2 separate regions of the Mus musculus genome follow, and region 1 is linked to region 2. A link is a contact called in public promoter capture Hi-C data. All regions are on one chromosome and are shown on one strand. The core of a region is the stretch at or near the end of the contact, and the rest is flanking DNA. Distances in the headings are between cores, read along the strand shown.

What was found. Promoter capture Hi-C pulls out the DNA fragments that hold promoters and counts their contacts.
Region 1: a contact with region 2 is called in a promoter capture Hi-C map of liver, with 4 times the contacts expected there. The contact joins the promoter of Sbf1 here to the enhancer-like site in region 2. A contact is called at or near these places in 7 of 39 promoter capture datasets (the C10 cell line, the SN4741 cell line, cranial neural crest and 3 more), 2 of 484 Hi-C or Micro-C datasets (both in embryonic stem cells) and 1 of 115 datasets of contacts at active chromatin or transcription factors (pancreatic cancer cells).

The regions. Positions count from the first base shown.
Region 1 is chr15:89,312,594-89,318,252 of GRCm38.p6, forward strand. Sbf1 (SET binding factor 1) reads right to left here and starts at 2,718. Exons shown (of 41, transcript NM_001170561.1): 1 at 2,469-2,718. The coding sequence starts at 2,523.
Region 2 is chr15:88,847,213-88,852,836 of GRCm38.p6, forward strand. No RefSeq gene overlaps it. Among named protein-coding and RNA genes, the nearest start is that of Gm33049, 4.4 kb to the right of the region's middle. Within about 2 kb of position 3,514, at least 93 of the 459 cell types and tissues checked have an H3K27ac peak or open chromatin away from gene starts, as enhancers often do. A contact at or near this core is called in liver and pancreatic cancer cells, where this site is marked.

The DNA of each region.
Region 1 (5,659 bases), core at 1,468-3,967, 460 kb after region 2:
TTTATTGTCTGTAGCCTTGCCCACAAGTCACCAACTGTAACCATTAGCAACCAGAATGCTACCTCTCTAAAAAGGCATTCATTACCAAGGTTTGACTCCTAGCAGCTGCAGAGAAAAAGTTCTGATTCAGAACAAAACTGAGATATCCTCTCACGCGTATTCCCTTAATCTAAAGGACCCTGCATCCTAGGTCAGTCAGCACACAGAGGGCCCTTCACCTTCTTCAGAAACACCTACCTAGCGTTCTTACATCGGCTACTCAGATCTGAGATGTAAATTATCTCCTTGGGCCAGTCCTGTGCTATATCTTTACGCATAAGTGTTCCTGACAGCCTCAGAGCAGCTCCATGTGGCCCATTCCATATAAAGACGGGGAAACTGAGGCGAGAGTGCACGGTAACTGGCGCAAGCCAACGGTGAAGAGTGACAAAGGAAGGACAACTAATCTTCAGTGTGCTCCTCAGTTTGGGGTCTTTTGTTCTTGGTACTCACATCCCTTGCCTTATAGATCTGCCTTCAGCCCACACCCAGAAACCCGATTCCAGGCTGGTTCCTCAAAGGAATGCCTTGAAGCCGAGTGGTCAGCCAACAACCAGTCAACTCTGACCCTAGAAGGCAGTGCTTAGAGAGCTCACTGGCCTGCAGTCGCCACAGTGATGGGTAATCTGAGAATTACTCCATCACACCGGTGATTCAGGAAAAGTAGCCACCTCTGGCCTCAGCCTTCTATCCCGTCCTGTACAGAGGTCAGAGGTCCACACCTCTTGTACAGCTGTATCAGTAAGCCCCCACGTGCCACAGCAACTTCCCATGGAGCTACCCACACATCACCCTCAATTTTACTCCACTCCCAGCAGACCTCCCCAACCTGGCCTTTACCTACATTCTGTTTCACAGGACCTTCTTCATAACCTTCTCACCACCATCCAAGTCCATTCCATTCCTCCAGCCCTGGCCCAGCGCCCAGCCCGAGACCCCAGCCAGCCCTCAGCCAGCTTGGTTTCCTCACTCTCCAGCAGTACTCCTCCTCCGTTCCAGAGGAGGCACCTCACTGGCCTTCACTTATGCCTTGGAGCACAGGTTCTCCCTGTGTGTGCCAGTACAACACTGGTGGCAAGCCTCCTGCTCAAGGAGGACAGGGGGATGAACACAATGTGGTCTCTGCCTTTGAGAACTCCCTCTTTGGAGGGAAAGACAGATGCTCGGGACTGAGTGCCAAAAGATATAGACTTGAATACATGAGAGCAGAAAGAAGCGAGGGTACTGAACAGATCTGAAGACAGAGGTGGTGGTGGTGGTGGTGGTGGTGGTGGTGGTGTTTTCCAGTGCATACAGGGTCCATCATGTGGACATTAAACAAAGGAACAGTCCTAGTGGAGACTTAGCAAGAAGAAAGGCAAAGAAGAAAGTTTGGGTCCTGAATGGTGACAGTGACAGCTGGTCTGAGAAGCAGCAGAATAACTGTGTGGAATAGATAACTGGAACACGGTAGGAAGCATTACATCTAGGGATTAAGGGGCTACCTCATCTGGCCACAGTTGTCCCTAAGATACCGCCCCTCTGCAGGTGGACTCTGACAGCCAGAGTACAAGTCCCAGCCTCCATTCCAGACCCACACACTCAACTTCTCTATGCCAGATTCTATGCTGAAGATAGGGCAACAGCAAGGCAATCTCAGTGGGCTATTGGGAGAAATGAGATCATACACACAAAGGGTTGTGCAGGGCCTGGCACACTGAGGACTCCAGCCAACACCCCCCAACACTGTTGTCTCCATGGCTGTGGTTGATGTCACTGTCAGGCTCCGTTTTCTCCTACCCCCAGGACTGAAGGGCTCTCAGACACAGGTGCTGACTCCAGATCAGGGCCTCCTAGATCACCACACTGATCCCCCGCTGAGGGGCCTGGCTTAGAGGCTTGAACACCAGGAATGCTCTCCTCCAAGTGTGACACTTTCGTCTGAAGTCCGGCTCCATACCACCGACGAACCCCTCCCCCTCCACTGCACCCCATCAAGCGGTGCTTGAGGCTTCAGACCTAGCACTGGGTCAGAGAAGCTGGAAGACGAAAACGTTCCGCCCCCCTCTCTGAAATTCCCAGACCCAGCCACCGGCAGGCGGCCAAGGCGGGGTGAGCCCATCCCACCCAACTTGGAATCGGGGAGACCGAACTGCAGCAGGGTCCTCCAGCCTCCCACGCCCGAGCGACACGCCCCTGCCCACCTCGGAACAGCGACGCAGGTGCCCAGGTGTAGGAGGGATGTTTCTTACACAGGCCATGTCGTCCGGGGTCCTCGCGGGTTGCCCCGACGCCACCGTGGCCAATAACTACGGAGGCCTCTTTTCGAGAGCCCCGAGAGCTCGGCCCCAACTCCTGACCCTGCCTCCGGCCGGGTCTTCTTAGCTTCGAGTCCTCAGTCCCAGTCCCTCAGTCCCCCCCAGCTCGTCCCCCTCGGCGCTGAGACTCACCGCGCGGGTGCGGCCCGAACGCCACCAGCACGAAGTAGTCCGCGAGCCGCGCCATGGCAAGGGGCGCAGGCGGGCTCCACGGCTCGAGGGTTCGATGGCGGCGCGCTCATGGCCCGGCGCTGGCCCTAAGCTGCACACTTGGGACACCCCGGGCCCGCTCCTCTGCGGCGCCGCTGACCAGGGCTTCCGCCGCCATCTTCCCAGCCAGCCGGCCCGCCCGGGCGCTTCAGGAGCCTGCGCAGTTCTGCCCCTCCCGTGTAGGCGGGACCTGGCACAGTGCGCTTCCATTGGGCCACTCCGCATGGGGCGGGTCCAGAGGGCGCTGCCCCGCCTACTACCTCATGCTCAAGGACCGGCTCAACCCTTTGGGCGGGTGAAGCTTACGGCGGCCGGGGCGGGTCAGCTACCCTGGTCCCGCGGCCGACATTTCGACCTGAAGCACCACCGGTCAGGATTAGGGCATACTTCCCCGTCGGAACTGAAGCCCCGGAATGAAGGGAGACCTGGACCTCACCCTTGGGAGAGCCTAACTCCGAGGGTCAGGGGCGTGGTCCAGCTCAGTCTGCCTGAAGCAAACCAGTGGAGCTCAGGCCTTGTCCAGCCAGTCTCCCAAACTAGAGGACCGAGCTGGGGGATGGAGGAGTGTCATGGCTTCGCCACTCACCCTGCCAATCTTATGGTGGCCAAGGGAAAGACTTTACAGGCTTTTTTTTTTTAAGTTCCTAGTGCAAAAAGGGGCAGCTAGATATTTCACCATTGGATGGATGGGATATCCAACACCTGCATTTAAAAAAAAAAAAAAAAAAGTTCCAGCTTGAGTCACCTTCCTGCGAAGTTGGATCGCCCTGGAGGTCAGGGGGTTGGCCAGGCCTCTTGCAGTAATACAGGAATGGACACTTGTAGGAGAGGCAAGGTCCTTGACCAGGAGATTAAAGGGGGAGGACTAGGCTTGCTTGTTGATGAGTTTAGTTTTCTGTGAGAACTGAAAGACAAGCCACCTATTAGCATCGTGTTCCCTCCACCTGCAAGATCTGGAGAATGAATGAAAGCAATCTCAGGAGAGACGAGTCCAGTCGTCAGTGTACGTGTATAAAGAGTCTCGGCCCTTGAGAAGCTGAAGCAGGTCGTTCATGAATTCCAGTCCAGTCTCCTTGGCTTCATCAGGAAACCATGTGTCCAAAAAACAGGAGATATAAGGGCCTTTCTGGAGAGATAGTTTAGAGGTTATGGGAATCTGTGCTGGATTTGCAGCACCCTCGCCTGCAATTCTGGGTCCAGGGGGATCTGTCGCCCCCTTCTGGCCTCCGGAACGTGTTTGTGGTGGTGCGTGGACATACATGCAGGGAAAACACCCATACACATAAAGTGAAAATGTCTTTTTTAAGAGAGGGGGATGAGCTTGGTGGTCATGGTGGTGGTGGCAGCGCACGCCTTTAATTAAAGCGCTTGGGAGTCAGAAGCAGATGGAGTTTGAAGCCAGCCTGGTCTACGGAGCTAGTTCCAGAACAGCCAGGAAGCCCTGTCTTGAAAAAAATAAGATAAAATAAAAATAAATAAAAGAGGGGAAGAGGAAAAGACTGTCCTAGGAAAGTTCTGTGCACAGAGACACAAACCTAGCTCTCCTTTGCCAATGCCAGGTGAGCTGCAAAATCTTCCTTTCTGCTTAAAACCTGTGTTTGAACTTGATTGAGTTGGCTGCTTCTGTCAATCAACTAAAACTCGTCTCTATACTCGTAAGAAATGGTGGCAGGGGGCTGGAGAGATGGCTCAGAGGTTAAGAGCACTGACTGCTCTTCTGGAGGTCCTGAATTCAATTCCCAGCAACCACATGGTGGCTCACAGCCTTCTGTAATGGGATCCAATACCCTGTTCCGGTGTGTCTGAAGACAGCTACAGTGTACTCATATACATAAAATAAATAAATTTTTTTAAAAAATGGTGGCAGGCAAGTTTGACTTGGTGTCTGAACCTGGGGTTGCCTCTCCTAGAAACTATAAGGATCCTGTACCCCATTCCTCCCATGACCACTGGGGCCCAGTGTCATTACCTAAAAGAACCCCAATCCTGGCAGGGGGTCCTTTCCAACTATCCTCAAGTGTCTTGCCTCTAAATTGAGTACTCTAACCACTGCATCCCCAGGTCACCTGCTAGCGACTTCTTCTCCTCAAGGGCCTGTCGTCTCCTCTCCTCAACCAGTGTAGGCCCTCCTCCAAGACAATATTCTCGCATCCCACTGCTATGCACATGCACACCTCCAAACGCCTGTCTCCTTGCAGACTGCTGCCTCTGTTTTTCGTTGCCCACGTCTCACCCAGCTATGTATTCTCTTCACCATCTGTATCCTGCAGACCTAAGAAGGTGGGGCGACCCTTCTTGATGACACAACTGACTCAACTTGAGATAAATGGGTACCCCCTACAGAGTAGGGTGGCCCACAGTGACACAGTGAGCCTCGCTTGTGTTGGATGGATACTCCCAAAACATACTCCCTCGCCTGCTGGTTAGTAGGCAGTTGTCTTTTGGTCTTCACTCTCCAACATCTTCCTGTGTTTTGGGGATGGCCAGCTAAGCCTTGAGTTGGCTTTTCCTAGAGGAAACAAAAGCATTCCCATCCTATGGTAGGCCCCCAAAGTGACTCATCTACACTACCTTCCTTCCAGAGTCACCTGCCTTGCCCAACGACCTACGCACTTCCCACTGCTCTGTATCAGTTCCCTCAGTGCACCAAGTCTTTCACTTTCAAAATCCTCACCATTGGGATCAAACCTCAAATTTATTCCTCTTGGTGAAAACAATATCTCTTGGTGAAGTTGCCCCAAGAATATTAAAGTATCAGTTTTCAATCTGTGCGTCAAGTCCCCTTTGGATTAGTTTAATGGCCCTTTCACAGGAATCACCTAAGACCATCGGAAAGCACAATCGTTTAGATTATGATTCATAGCGGTTGCAAAATTACAGGTATAAAGTAGCAACAAAAATAATTTTATGGGGGCTGGAGAGATGGCTCAATGGGTAAGAGCACTGACTGCTCTTCCGGAGATCCTGAGTTCATATCCCAGCAGCAACATGGACAACCATCTGTAATGAGATCTGATGCTCTTTTCTGGGGTGTCTGAAGACAGTTACAGTGTACTTACATATGATAAATAAATAAAAAAATCTTTGGGCTGGAGCAAGCAGGGGGCAGGGGG
Region 2 (5,624 bases), core at 2,264-4,763:
TTGAAAAGAAAAAGGAAAGTCTGCATTTTAATACCTACCACACCAATTCCCCCCTAATTCTTGAACAAGGGAATCTTGAGTTTGGGAACTATGAGTTTCTAGCAAGCAATATCACTAGCTCCATACAACCAAAGCTGGGAAGAGAGACTAGATGCTGAGTGTTGGGAAACAGGATGAGGTGGGGTTTGCCTGCTGTGCCCTGTGCAAGCTTGAATCTGGTTCCTTGGGGGAGAGGTGGCCAAAGTGACCTGAAGAAATGTGTGGGTACAGTGGGTAAAGGCCGTGAACCATAGAAGAAAGTCAGGGACCCCTTAACACCTACCCTTCTTGTAGGGCAGGCTTGCTAGGCAGCTCACACCCCTGGCTCATTCTGATGACCTGGGACATTGAATGGTTTAAGCATGTGTGTTTCTTTGGTGCTAGAGATAGAACTGAAGTCCGTGTGAACGCTAGTAAGCTCTCAGCCACCTAGCAACACCCTAGCCCTAGTGTGTACATTCTTAATGATATCTTTGTCCACTTCTGTTGCTATGGACTTGGAGCTCAAAGGTTTCTCCCAGGGACCAGGACTTGGGGGCTCCACCTCCCATGAGGCTTCACTTACCCCACCTTCTCGGGCCCTCATCAGTTACCTTTAAGCAAGCAGGTTTCTTCAGATCTCTGTCCTCAAGCTTGACTCGTACCCAAAGCCTTTCCAGGTTGGCTATTGCTCACATTCTCCTGTCTTCTGCATCTCAGAAGGAGGAGGCCTAGGACTTGTTTAGAGTCCACTCCCCTGTCCTTAGCCCCACGTCCACAGGATAGGGTATGGCCAAGCATCCTGGCTTACATACCTTTAATTCCAGCACTCAGAAGGCAAGTGTATGTGGATCTCTGTGAGCTCAAGGCTAGGGCCATGGGGAAAGCAGATAGACTATATTGCCAGGAGTACTGCCCTGCTTAGAAGACTCTAACAGTCCCTAACAGACTCTAACAGTACCAAGATGAGGTGCTTGGTAGTGCTCTTCCTGGGCCTGGAATGTTGACTCTCCTTGTCCTCAAGGAGCCAGGCCCAGGCCCTCCCAACTGACCTTCAGGTGAGGAGACATTCTGGGACCCAGAAGAGTCTAGACCCTGACTGTGGTACATGGCTGACCTTTGGCTGAAGCAGAATGACAGGGCTGAAGGTTTGGGGACTGGCAGTATGTGGGTACAGGTCTCTGGCAGGCAGAGGTACTTGATATGAATGGCCAGGCTCAGTGTGGCTCTAAATTGAGCCTTGACTAGATGCAGGTGAGTGTTGTGAGCCTGTGGGATACATCACACCTCCATATAAATATGCACAAGGACTTCCTAAGATCTTGGATCCTTTTCCTATGGCCCTGCCAACCTCCAACCCCCAACCCCCAACCCCTGCCCAGGGTCACTGTTGTCTAGCCCAGGTGAGATATAGGCCTGTTACATCAAGAGTCCCTCTCCTGCAGTAAATAACAGCTGAGGGACATCCCTTTACCAGAGGGTCCCCAGTTTGTCTTGTGCCTGGCCTGGGCTTGGTCCTGCCCACCAGGATGTGAGGCTGTAGCAGCCTCAGTGTCTATCCTGGTTACTGCCCAACCCAGTCCTCAGCATGACCACATGACATCCTAACACCAAGAGGGAAGGAGCAGGGCTTTAGGCCTCCCATCCTTCAAGAGTGGGGCACATTGTTTTGGTGGCCAAGTTGGCTGGGGAGCCTGTACCCAGCCAGTTCTGGACCCTATGCCAATACTCTGAACCAAGAATCATATAGGACCAGGGTAGATGGGCATGGGGACACTGGCTGGGGGCAGGCCCACTCTTGTCATCTTGTGGACCCAGCCGAATACCAAGTGCATACTGTCCTGCCTCCAGAAGAACCTAGGCACCTGATGTGGGGAAGGGCAAGTAGTTGATCCTGTCCCAAGGAGAAGCTTTAAACTGTCTGTCCTTCCAGAAACCTATCCTGGGGGGTGGGGGAGCCCTTAGTGACTCCCCAGTGGCCAGGCACCTGGCTCTTTGGGAAGCTGCCCAGATCATTTCACCAGATGTTGTTGTTGTTGTTGTTGTTGTTGTTGTTGTTGTTTTTTCAAAGATTTATTTATTTATTATATGTAAGTACACTGTAGCTGTCTTCAGACACATCAGAAGAGGGAGTCAGATCTCGTTACGGATGGTTGTGAGCCACCATGTGGTTGCTGGGACTTGAACTCAGGACCTTTGGAAGAGCGGTCGGGTCTCTTACCTGCTGAGCCACCTCACCAGCCCTTGTTGTTCTTTTTAATTAATTTAGTGTGTGTATGTATGTGTGTGTGTGTGTGTGTGTGTGTGATATGTATTTGACTAAGAGCTCACACACACCACGACATATGTATGGAACTTAACGAACAACTTTTGGAAGAGGGTTCTCTCCTTCCATTGTGGGCTTCAGGTACCACACCCAGGTCATCAGGCTTACAGAGCAAGCAGCTGTAGCATCAGCCCCCACCAGGCCATCTACAGCAGCTCTAGGACCCGGAATGGCGGAGTTGTCCAGTACATATGGCCACACAGACCTTGTCTCATGAAGCATCCCTGTCCAGACTCTAGCTGTTAGCATCCTGTGCTTGGGGGTACTTGGAGTTCCTTGGTAGAAGTCTCAGCCTGTACTGTCACAGGAGACCCTCCAGCATGTGCCCTTGTCCCATAGTTCCTTTTAGAGTTTGTCTCTCCCATTGTCTCTGGTCCCACTGAAGGTACTATGTCAGCAAGTAGCCAGGTGTCTCAGATGTCAAGCATTGTGGAGGTTGCTTCTACAGCTGCTAGAGGAGTGACAAGAAATATAAGTGACTCTGGAGCGTCTTTCCTAGCTCCAGATCCTGGAAGCAGCCATTTGTCACATTAGCGCTGTACCACTCCCTGCCTCATTTAGAAACTCAAAAAGGGACCACTCCTCGGGCCTCTGTGGGACCGTTCCATCTTGTCCTTCCTAACTCCCACTCTTGGCCAGGGACCTTTAGAGTGCATGTTGGGGACCCAGCCACCCCGTCTTAGAGCAGATCTGGGCCAGGCCATGGGAGAGTTGGGTGTGGGCAGGATGTCTGGCAGAGCTATTGCTGAAGCTAGTCACTGTCCAAAGAGAGCCAGTACCCAGGAGGGGCCTCAGCAGGGATTGGAGCCAGCCCTGACAAGTTTGGCTTCTGTCACAAGCATAGCATCCAGAGACAGCACATGGCTGCAGCTGGGTCCCCAGGGCCAGAAGGGACAACCAGGATAAAGTGGAAGTGCAAGACCCCACTTCCATAGGGCTCCGGAAATGCCCGAGGCAGCAGAGAGGCTGTGGGGAGTACCCAACACAAGGGACTCCTCCTGCGTGCTATGTAGAGGGCTCTGTGGAAGCCACAGGGACAAGCTCGGCACGTGTCCTGACCAGGCTACTTTCCCTGCTGGCCCTGAGCCACGGCCAGTTGGGGACACAGTGTGCAGAGGGAACAGGGTGTGTGTTTGCTCAGGGCGCCTGGAGCCCGGCATGGGACAAGGGCCCATTGTGTCCCCAACCATCCTGGCTAGTCTGGCCCCACTGGCCCCTCCATGGTGCTCCACCTCCATCTCTGCCCTGTGACCCCTCAGCACTGTCCACAGCCCTCTCTCTTCTCAGCACGCATTTGAATCACCTTGCCAGCACTAAGCCTCTGTCCGCACTTAATGCCCTGAGACCTCCTACCTATACCCACACCCCATGTTCCTCTCTTCACCACCCCCTCCCACGCTGCCCACTGCCCTTCCATCAACATCCCCACCTGGTGGCCCCAAGTTCACACAGGTCATGACACACACATGATACACATCCTGATGCTGGCTCACTCGCTCCAGGCTCACACAGGTCCCATCCACAAGCACAAACCCATCTCCTCTGTATCCCCAGAGCCTCCCTCAGGGTGACTTGGTGATCCCAGAGATGGGAATGTGATTCTATCAGCCCTAAGGAATGGAAAAGCTGGGCTGCTGTGAATCTGGCCTGGGGAACATCAAGGTTGGTAACTGAGTAGCCAGGCAGCTAACCCACAGCTAAGGAATGAACTACCAACTGCCAGCTGTGGGGGGGTCGCCTGAGGTTGCTGCCCTGCCAGCCTGCTCCACACACAAGGGCTGTGACAGCCTCTTCCTAAACCCGGTGGGCTGTACTCAGTGAGGCAGAGCCCAGCTACCATCCCCCGTGTCTCCAAGAGACCCTTGTGAGGTAGGTTGGGAAACAGTTGGTGAGTGGCAGCCAGCTTAGCCACATGTGTGGAGGGATTGGGGGCTGGGGGGATGCTGTCTCCATACTCCTCCTCCATGCTGGAGATATGCTCTATTCAGCTGCAGAGTGTCTCCTCATGCCAAGCCTCACAAAATCCTTGGGTTAAGCAGCACTACCTGGCTCACCAGTCAGAAAACTAACCTGAGGCTGGGTATCACGTAGGGCATGTGCTGGGGGCTGGGACCTTGTGGGTATAGGGAGTCAGTGTGCTTGCGGTGTGGGTACTATACCAGTGTGAACTTTACAGAGGTTGAGGGTTGATGGTGCAGAACCGGTCTGACTGGTGCAGCTGTGTGTGTGTGTGTGTGTGTGTGTGTGTGTGTGTGTGTGTGTGTGTGTGTGTGTGTTTGCGCCTTTGCTTTCTTGCTTGCTCACGTGGATGTGTGCACTGGGGCCCAGCCAGGAGGCAGACAGGATAGAAGCCGAGGCTTGTGCGTCATGGGCATTACCTACATCAGGTGGCCACCTGCTGGGGGTGTTGGCTCAGCTGGGAGTGGCAGAACAGGTACAGTTGAGCCTTGGAGGCTAAGATAGAGAGAGGAATAGGTGGGCTGGACAGCACCCAAAGGCACGCTCCACCCATCTTCATAGGTCAGAAGCACAAAGGACATGGCAAAGCTGGGAAAAGCCAAACCTCGCAGGGAGGCCAAACCTGGATCGGGTGCCTGGGTGTTGAAAGACTTCGGTCTCCAGCCCCATCGCAGCCTGTGCTCATCCTAACCTCAGTTCCTGAGCTAAGTTGACACGCTAAGCCCTTGAGCTAGCTGCGGCAGGGCTGGTCTGACAGCTGCCCTGCTCCTCATCCATCCCTTTGACCCCACTGGCCAGGTTGGCTTCCTTCTGGCCTTGCCTGGGAGCCCCTTAGTGGTTCCATATTGGCTTGGACAGGTCACTAAATTACCTCTGCCAGGCAAGATTTCAGAAGAAAAGACCTGGCTGAGGTCCCTTCACCTCTATCAAACCATCCCTACCAGCCTTTGTCCCAAGCTCCTGGGCACCCTTTCTTACCTGATCCTCCAGGACAGCCTCCATGGGCCTAGTTCTAAGTCCAAGTATGACTATATACCCAGTTCCCCTATGGCCACCCTGGGGCCAGCCATTTTGCTTTCTCAAGCCTCAGTTTCCCTACCAATAAACAATAATCAAGAAGATATCAAAGTGGAGCAGAACTTGTCTACGGGTCCTGAATGTATAAGTGCTGCTGACCCTTCCTCTCTCCCACCTGCTAGCCTATTCCCTTGAATAGGAATTGAAGAGCTGGAGGACTCCACCAAGGCCTGAGCCAACTCCCATAACCTCCAGGCCATCCCAATACAGTACACTCCGTATCTCGGCTGCTGGAGCTTACCTA